Regions from separate parts of the Mus musculus genome. Here region 1 is linked to region 2. The links are chromatin contacts, called in public Hi-C maps. All regions are on one chromosome and are shown on one strand. The core of a region is the stretch at or near the end of the contact, and the rest is flanking DNA. Distances in the headings are between cores, read along the strand shown. Region 1 has its middle 480 kb from the start of Gm20125. Region 2 overlaps Gm32543 (a long non-coding RNA gene).

Region 1 (4,131 bases), core at 107-2,606, 930 kb after region 2:
GTGTGTGATGGAGAACTTGAGGATAGTTGATTGGGAGATTTTAAAGCCATGGATGTGCAAGGCTTTTTAGTAACCTTGCTGCTTGATAGATGATAACTACAGAGGAAAGAGAATGAGTGAGTAAAAGGCCGAGGGTATGGGATGTACAACAGTCTAAGCAGGGGAATATCATGCCTGTGGGAGACAGCATTCGATATTATTAGCCTAGGGATAGCAGGCTCAGAGAGGTAGCATATTAAAGAGAGTGAGTGTCATCATTTTGGAAGCATTCAGGTAATCTTGATGGCAGTAAAAGGCAATTTCTGCTATCAAACATTAATATTATTAATAACTGTTATGGTATAATTTTTAAACTTATGAATAGCAATTTTGTCCATTTCAAAGCTCAGTGTTTGAGCTAAATTACCACAATAACCTCCATCTCTGACCCTCTGTATTTCTCAGCAAACTAATATATATGTAGCATGTGAAAAAATTATAGGGCATCAGGACAAAATATAGCAATGCAGTGTCTTAGCCAACTTGTTTCGAGTTCCCTAGGAAACATTAGGAAACTGCTATTACAGTAGAGAGAAAGAAAGTCAAGAGACTTTGGTTATTTTTTTCTTAATGATGAATAATGATTGTGCAAAATAACTTTAAAAACTCCTAGGAGCTTTTCCTTGATTTTTGGTGTGATTGTAATTATGCAATTGAAAGTCTCCAACTGAATTAAACCTGCTGTAACCATTTTAATGACTTAGAAAGAGAAAATTGCAGAGCTTAAATTCTTTTTCAATATGATGACTCTTGAGAATTTTAGTGATCTTGGTGGACCTTTTAGAATTTGAATTCATTTATAATCAAACCAGAAAAAATATTTTGAAATGCTGTTTAGAAGCTGAGAAGAGTTTTTGGACCCTGAGTAGCTTTCCTTGCATAGCATTTTGATAAGGTCATTGTAAATGAGTCAGAAACATGGATTGCATTTCTCTTAAAAACACACTTTGCTTCACAACACATTTGGTCCAAATTCGTTTGGCTTTTCCTGAATCCCAAGGGTTTTCCTTCATATTTTTTTTCCTCTTAAATTCTCCAATAAACTAGCTAAACCGTAATCTGGGTAAGCCCATCAAACTCTTCCATTCACTTCCCTATTGAGTTCAGCCCCAGGCTGTTCTTTAATAGCTTGTAACCGCAGACTAGAAATTCTTTTACCAGGAATCAGTAGAGGCACAAAGTCTCATAAAAGCCTGGGAATTTTTTTTTTCTTTTGGTTCTTTTCTGAAAAAGACGAAGCACTCCTAGGGAATGATATTGTTCCCGATTCCTGACTCAAACCTGTTCTTCTGTTCTGTATTTGAACTCTGCGATTATGAAATTTCAATTAAAGCTATAAAAAGCCTAGCTAACAGACACCAGGGCATGCCAAAGCAAAAGAGGATGTTCTTTTTTTTTTTTTTTTTTTTTGATTGGGAAATAATTATCTAAGTTCAGTGACTGCATCCAGGTAGTTGAGTTTACATTTACTTCTGCTCATTACAGAAACACTTGAACTATGATAAATTTTCCCCAAGCAGCAGAGCTGTCATTCAAAATGGTGATTTTATTGGGGTACAAATTCCTTTAGTTATTGCTTCAGTCCATTTGTAAAATGGATTTGAAGCTGGGGGGTGGGGGGTGGGAAGCTTACAAATGAAGACAGGTTTTTCTGCTGCTGTGTTCTGTCTCTTTCTCTTGCTAAAGACACAAGAGCAGCTCCAAGTCTCTCCTCTACCAGGATCTCCCTCTGTTATCTTGCTCTTTACAGCACTAGATGGAAATATAGCCTCCTTTCTTCCTCCAAAGTCGTTATACTGATTGGATTATGTCTTTAGCACTGGAATGAATTTCCTGCATTCATTACATTAGAGATTGAAATATAGGCTTTCAAAGTGAGGGGAAATAACATGTTCTTAAGACTTAAGCAGTACAGATGAGTAGCAATACTAAAAATTTCTTTCCATACATTAATTATGGTTAAAGTCTAAAATGATTCTAGAGGACATAACGTAAATGCATGTGCATGTGTGTGCCTCTGTGTGTGTGTGTGTGTGTGTGTGTGTAGATATGTATAGGTGTAGAGGTAGATGCTAATTGGTTGTGCAATACAGGCTCAATTTGTGTTATACAACAATGGAATAGAAAAGCAAAATTAACTACAGTTATGAATAGTCACTGGCAGTGGAAATACTACCTTCAAGAAAAAGGAAACCATTTTCTTCCCTTTTTATGACATAAGGAAAAAGCCATCATAAATATATTTTAGGGATAGTTATACTATTTTTAAGATTAAGTTTATTATTTGAGTGTTTATTCTTTAAGATCTCATACAGGCATATAATCCATTCTGATCATACTCATCCATTTGTTGTCTACTATCTCTCTTCCTAGGCCCACCCTCCCCCATGCCTTTCCTGCACTAAGTCTTTATCCTATTTTAATGGATTTTTTAAAATTTGTTCATTAATTTAACCACTGGGTAAAAACAAGACTATTTTTTGGAATATAGGTTCAAAGCTATCAATTGGAGGATGTGTAACTCACCAGAAGCTATACTTCACTGGAAAGAATGACTTCTTCTCCCCCAGTATTCTTAAGAACCATTAGCTCCACTGGATGGGAAAATCCCCAGAAGACCCTCTGCATGCATGATGAAATGTTAATGGACTTACTCTTGTGTAGTCCTTACACAGGAGGAACGTGAAGATAGTGTGAGCTGGTGAGCATTAGAATTACTTCATGGCCATAAAACTACAGTTAATGTTTCCTTTGCCCACCAGTTTGCTTGTTGAGCTCCGCATCCTTCTTCTATGCTGTATCACTTCTACTTACTGAATCCTCCAAGACTTCAGTGTACATTCTTAAATTCCAGAGACTGATTAAATTCATTTATATTCTGATTCAAATGAAACTCATCTCCTTAGTGAGTACTATAACTCTCTGTTCTTTTCTTAATTTTTTTGAATTTTTATTATTAGATATTTTCTTTACTTACATTTCAAATTCCAGGTTTCCCCTCTGAAAAACCCCAATCCCATCCCCTTTTCCCCTGCTTTTATGAGGGTGTTCCCCTACCCACCCACTTGTGCTTCCCAGTCCTGGCATTCCCTTAAACTGGGGCATTGAACCCTTACAGGACCAAAAGCCTCTCCTCCCATTGATGTCCAACAAGGCCATCCTCTGCTACACATACTGGGGGAGCCATGGGTTGCTACGTGTGTACTGTTTGGTTGGTGGTTTACTCCCTGGGAGCACTGAGGGTTCTGGTTGGTTGATGTTGTTCCTCCGGGGCTGCAAACCCTGTCAGCTCCTTCAGTTGTTACTCTAACTCCTCTTTTCCGGACCATGTTCCAATGTTGTCCAAAGGTTGACTGCAAGCATCCACCTTTGTATTTATCAGGCTCTGGCAGAGCCTCTCTGGAGACAGCAGTATCAGGCTCCTGTCAGCAGTCAGTTTTTGATATCAGAAATAGTGCTTGGGTTTGGTAACTGTATATGGGATGGATCTCCTGGTAAGGCAGTCTCTGGATGGCTTCTCTCACAGTCTCTGCTCCACACTTTGTCTCTGTATCTCCTCCCATAGGAACTGTCTTTGCCCTTCTAACAAGGAACAAAGTATCCACCCTTTGATCTCCCTTCTTCATGAACTTCATGTGGTCTGTGAACTGTATCTGGGGTATTCCAAGCTTTTGGGTTAATATCCGTTTATCAGTGAGTGCATATCATGTGTGTTCTTTGATGATTGGGTAACCTCACTCAGGATGATATTTTCTAGTTCCATCCATTTACCTAAGAATGTCATGAAGATATTGTTTTTTAATAGATGAGTAGTACTCTATTATGTAAATGTACCACATGTTCTGTATCCATTCTTCTGTTGACGTATATCTGGGTTCTTTCCAGCTTCTGGCTATTATAAATAATGATGCAATGAACATAGTGGAGCATGTGTTCTTGTTATATGCTGGAGCATCTTTTGGGTATGTGCCCAGGAATGGTGTAACTGGGTACTCAGCTAATATTATGTCCAATTTTCTGAGGAACTACCAGACAGATTTCCAGAGTTGTTGTACCAGCTTGTAATCCCACCAAAAATGGAGGCATGGTCCT
Region 2 (4,317 bases), core at 1,508-4,007:
AGCAAGATGCCATATGTATAATTTTTTGGTAAATAGTTGAGCACTTTACAAATTAATAAGATTTTTTTTCCTCCTAGAAGAGATTTCATGCGGCTGGCAAGGCCATCAGTAACTTCGGTACTGAAGCTATAATGTTAGCTACCTCCTCTGCCTAGGAGACTGCAAAATGAACATCCTTTTCTGTCTAGTGAACAGTTCTGACATCAAATGTCTGCAGGAGCAACAAGAAGCCCATGAACCTGTTGAGCAATTTCTGTTTGAAAGAAAACCTCAGCAGCTATGATGCCAAAACAAAATTGTTGATTTTGGCAGGGTTTTTAAATTTTTTTAAAATTTTTTTGATATTCAGATAGACAATACTAAATAACTCTATTCAGCAGTCCAGTTCATTTTAACTTGTTTACTTATACCCTGCCTTGTTCCAGAAAGGATTTAAAGTGGATTACCTATTAATACCCCACAAGATAAAAACAAAATGAAGAATAAGTGGGTAAAGAAAGTAGGGCAACAGGAAAATGAGGTTCAGAAAAAGAAATAAAACCAGAAGCAGGTTGGACACATTGTGAACCTTAAACACTTGTGTACTTACCCAGGGCTGGCATCAAGTGTGTGTCTAAGTTCTCTTACTGTTCACACACAAAAGGCCTCCAGGTCAAGTTCCCCCGGAGTATTCTCTTTTGGACGTCAGTTATGTCTCCCTTACGTGGGTGGAGGGGAATATCTATGTTGAGTATAGCAATGCACATTTTGCAAAGATTGAAAAGACAATAAATCCTCCGATAAAGGATCCATGACATTTCTATCTTAGCTCCCTAATGTGTAGTGGAGTAGCTGTCACGTGTCAATCAGACTGGTACACGTGACCAATGAAACAGGTAGCTACAGGGCATGTCTTCCCAGAAGGATGGCTGGTTTTAAAACTGTTTGCTCATTGTTCTTTTTGGCACCCATCTGGGCAAGCTTGAGTTGTATCTGCTTTCTACTCCAGCACATGCTCACAAAAGACTGTGTGTTTTCTCTACTCTACAAGAGACAAAGGTCTGTTCAGTTCATGGAAAAGTGTCATGGAATTGTTAGGATTCAAGTTAAAAGTGTATATGCAGCACAGGTGGGTTTTGTGACGCATATCCCACGAAATTACCAACTGCACTCTTATTAATTCATTTTTTTAGAGTAGGGCTTTTGTAGCTAATTAACAATAAAAATTAATGGGGAAGTTACCGTGAACCTCCAAACTCTCTAGGCTTCAACGATCTTTCTCTTTTTGCTCTGTGGTAAGAGTTGGCAAACTTTTTCTATGAAGCAGTAAATATTTTAAGTTTTTCTGGCTGTAAGTTCTCCACCATAGTTATTCAACACTGCCATTGTAATGCAATGCCTGTGTACAGATAGTTGGTAAGCTACTAAATATAATTGCATTCCAATGAAACTTTATTTACAAAAAAACATTGGCAAGTGAGTTTGACCCCAACAGAATAGTGTTTCCACTTCTGCCCTGAGACGCATGGTTGCTTGAAGTTTCATTATATTTAAAACCATTTTATAATAGAAAGTCTGGCTTTTGACAGTCTTCCTCTTTGAAGGTGATAGGAAGGCCCTTCTCTTAGGGAAAAGATCTTAATTTGTGAACTAATCACAGTTACATACAGTACAGTGCTCCTACATTGTTAAGAGACAAAAAGATGATATTCTGTGCTCTCCCATAAAACCTCAGCCTACATGGTACCTAACCATGTGCCCAGGTCTGGCTGAAATGGAAGGAGAAGGTACAGAAGTCAACAGGTCTGACAATAATCTACTTGAGACATTTTAATTTCTCTGTCCCTTGCCAACCATATTACTCTGAATATTTATGCATACACCATATTACTTCCCCTCCTCCAGAAGTTTCCTCACAGAACTGCGTGGGTTGACGTGCCTCCCTCATCTTATTTAGCACTGTACATAAAAGTGATAGTTTGGGCAGTGTTTCTTCATTTGAAAAGTTATTGCTAAAGACACCGCCTAATAGACTCTTTTGTGCCTGCTTGCAAAACTCCATATGTAATCTCTCTTATTATGCTTCCTATTATTAACCAGAGAGTCCACGTCACTCCTCAGCTGCGTTCCCATAGCGTAATCATCTCTGGTTCCATGAAACACAGTATATGTTCAGCTCCATTGACCACATTCAGCTTCATTTTTTCAACCCCACCAACTCTTCCTTTGCATTCTTGTTGTTCCCTCGTCTTTTTCAGGTCTTGATGGCTCTGACTGTCCCTGTATCTTAATGGGGAATATACTACAGGGGTGCTAATAGAAAACAAATAATTTGGGTTCACCGGAACTGTTAAAGACCACAAGAAGGATATTTTCCTTTGTGTTTAAGAGTAGAAGAACAAGGAAGTGATAGCCAAGCTGCCTGGGGCAGATGGTGTAATGATAACAGCTAACAGAACTATTAAATTCAGATTTTGCTTTCAAGTTCTGCAGCAAATAAAGTGGTCTGCAGGATATAAGAGGAGGAGCAAACAAGACTTTCATTTTGTATGCTTGCTTTGGGTTTTTTGTTTTGTTTTGTTTTTGTTTTTTGGTGGGGGGCATGCTTTTTGCACTTCACCTCATTTATTTTCACTCTGTGTGGTAGTCATAGCTGTTATTATTATCCTATTTTGTTGGGGGAGGAAATTATGACTCAGCCTTATCTGACTTGTCCACACACACAAACAAAGCAAAGAAGGGGTTGACTGTAAGTCTACAGAGATGACTGGACAGTTGGCCAGAACCTGACTGCAATAAATGAGCTCTAGCTGACAGCTCCAGGTATAAGCTGTGCCCAGCCACTGGGAACACTGGAATGCTGGACAAATAGCGCACATTCTAGCTAGTCTCACTGAATGGGTGAATGTGAACTGACGATTAATCTCAGAAGTTACTGAAGTCTTCAAGAAACCAAAAGATGAATGAAAAAAGGGAAATGTTGATTCATTTTTCTAAAAGGAGGATAGATTCCAGAGACCGAAAATAGGTCAGCTATTCTTCCATAGTGAGCCTAGAGAAAGCCATGGGTGGATTTTCTAATGTAATGGTTTGTGAGCAGTAACTAAGGAATGTGGTGGTTTATGAGGCATGCACACAGGTTCACAAGGAACTCAGCGAGTTAAGTTATGCTAGTTTAAGTGAGCTTCTTGCTTCTGAAATGGAACAACTTTATAAAATCACAGGGTTGACTAGTAAAAACATCACTTTCTCAATAATATCCTAAGAGAAGAACCTCACGGTGAGTGGCTATTGTCATCTCAACAAGTGCAGCCCATTTACCCGTTACACTTACCCATCTAATGCTCTGTCTGAGCTGGTACTTTGTTTATCTTCCCGTTCAGAAGATAAGAAACAGGGATCGCAGGAGATCAAATAGTTTATGCAAATTGCTGAGCTAGAACCGAAGCCAACTATGCCTGCCTCAGAGCTGTTGAGGGCAACAACTACACCGTATTAGCTGACACACAGCCAGGCTCAACGAGGTCTGCGGCTAAGGCGAACTATGTATATTCAGATTGGGTCATCATAGCATCAGGTAGAGTCATACAGGTTGTAAAAAAATCCAAAGCACATTGGTCAATATTTTGGTCTTAATCTGTTTGGCACTTGAGTCAATGCACTGACTAAAGACAGAAAATATGCTTAATCACCTCTGAAGTTGACAGACAAAAAAAAGAAAAGCCAACAGCCCTACTATCAACTCACATTTGCATAATGTTTTCCACTCTGCAAAATAACTTTTGCCCTGTGCACCTCAGTGGAGTCTCCTGATGCTTCAGAGGATTATGACTGCTAGTGCCCACCCCCAGTACTGTTTTTCCAGTGAGCAAAACCTGAGGTTCATGAATGTCAGATGACCCAATGAGAGTCATACAGTGAATGATCTGGGGACTTCCGTTTTCCATCACAATGCAGTAGGGGCAGAGTCCTGCCCAGAGCCAGTATCAAGACATGCAGTTGCTAGATCAAAACCGGATGAAGTCTGATAGACTTGGAGTTCAAAACTGAAGAAAAAAAAAAGTACACGTGTTCGGGTATTTAATGTAAGCCAGTGTGGTAGTTTGATTATCAGTCACATCAAGTTAGTGTTGGGCTGGGTTAATGGAAGTATCGTGTCTGCCTTCCGGTAAGCTGTGATTTCAGTGACCACAGTGCCATCCATACCATCAATGACACCTGTATCCTCTGGGTCAAGAATTTATTTAGTAAAATCTTGAGCTAAGCAGAGAATAGTCAGTCCACAGAATCCGGTAGGTAGCATTTGAAGAGATAATGGGCTACATGGACTATGGAAGA

What was found. A called contact is a pair of places that touch in the nucleus more often than the background predicts.
Region 1: a Hi-C map of bone marrow-derived macrophages shows a contact between it and region 2, with 12 read pairs. The contact joins two enhancer-like sites. A contact is called at or near these places in 1 of 15 datasets of contacts at CTCF or cohesin (pro-B cells) and 1 of 484 Hi-C or Micro-C datasets (bone marrow-derived macrophages).

Annotation. Positions count from the first base shown.
Region 1 is chr10:16,618,301-16,622,431 of GRCm38.p6, reverse strand. No RefSeq gene overlaps it. Among named protein-coding and RNA genes, the nearest start is that of Gm20125, 480 kb to the left of the region's middle. Within about 2 kb of position 1,356, at least 39 of the 459 cell types and tissues checked have an H3K27ac peak or open chromatin away from gene starts, as enhancers often do. A contact at or near this core is called in bone marrow-derived macrophages, where this site is marked.
Region 2 is chr10:17,548,546-17,552,862 of GRCm38.p6, reverse strand. All of the region lies in intron 3 of Gm32543 (a long non-coding RNA gene), which reads left to right. Among named protein-coding and RNA genes, the nearest start is that of Gm32656, 110 kb to the left of the region's middle. Within about 2 kb of position 2,757, at least 94 of the 459 cell types and tissues checked have an H3K27ac peak or open chromatin away from gene starts, as enhancers often do. A contact at or near this core is called in bone marrow-derived macrophages, where this site is marked.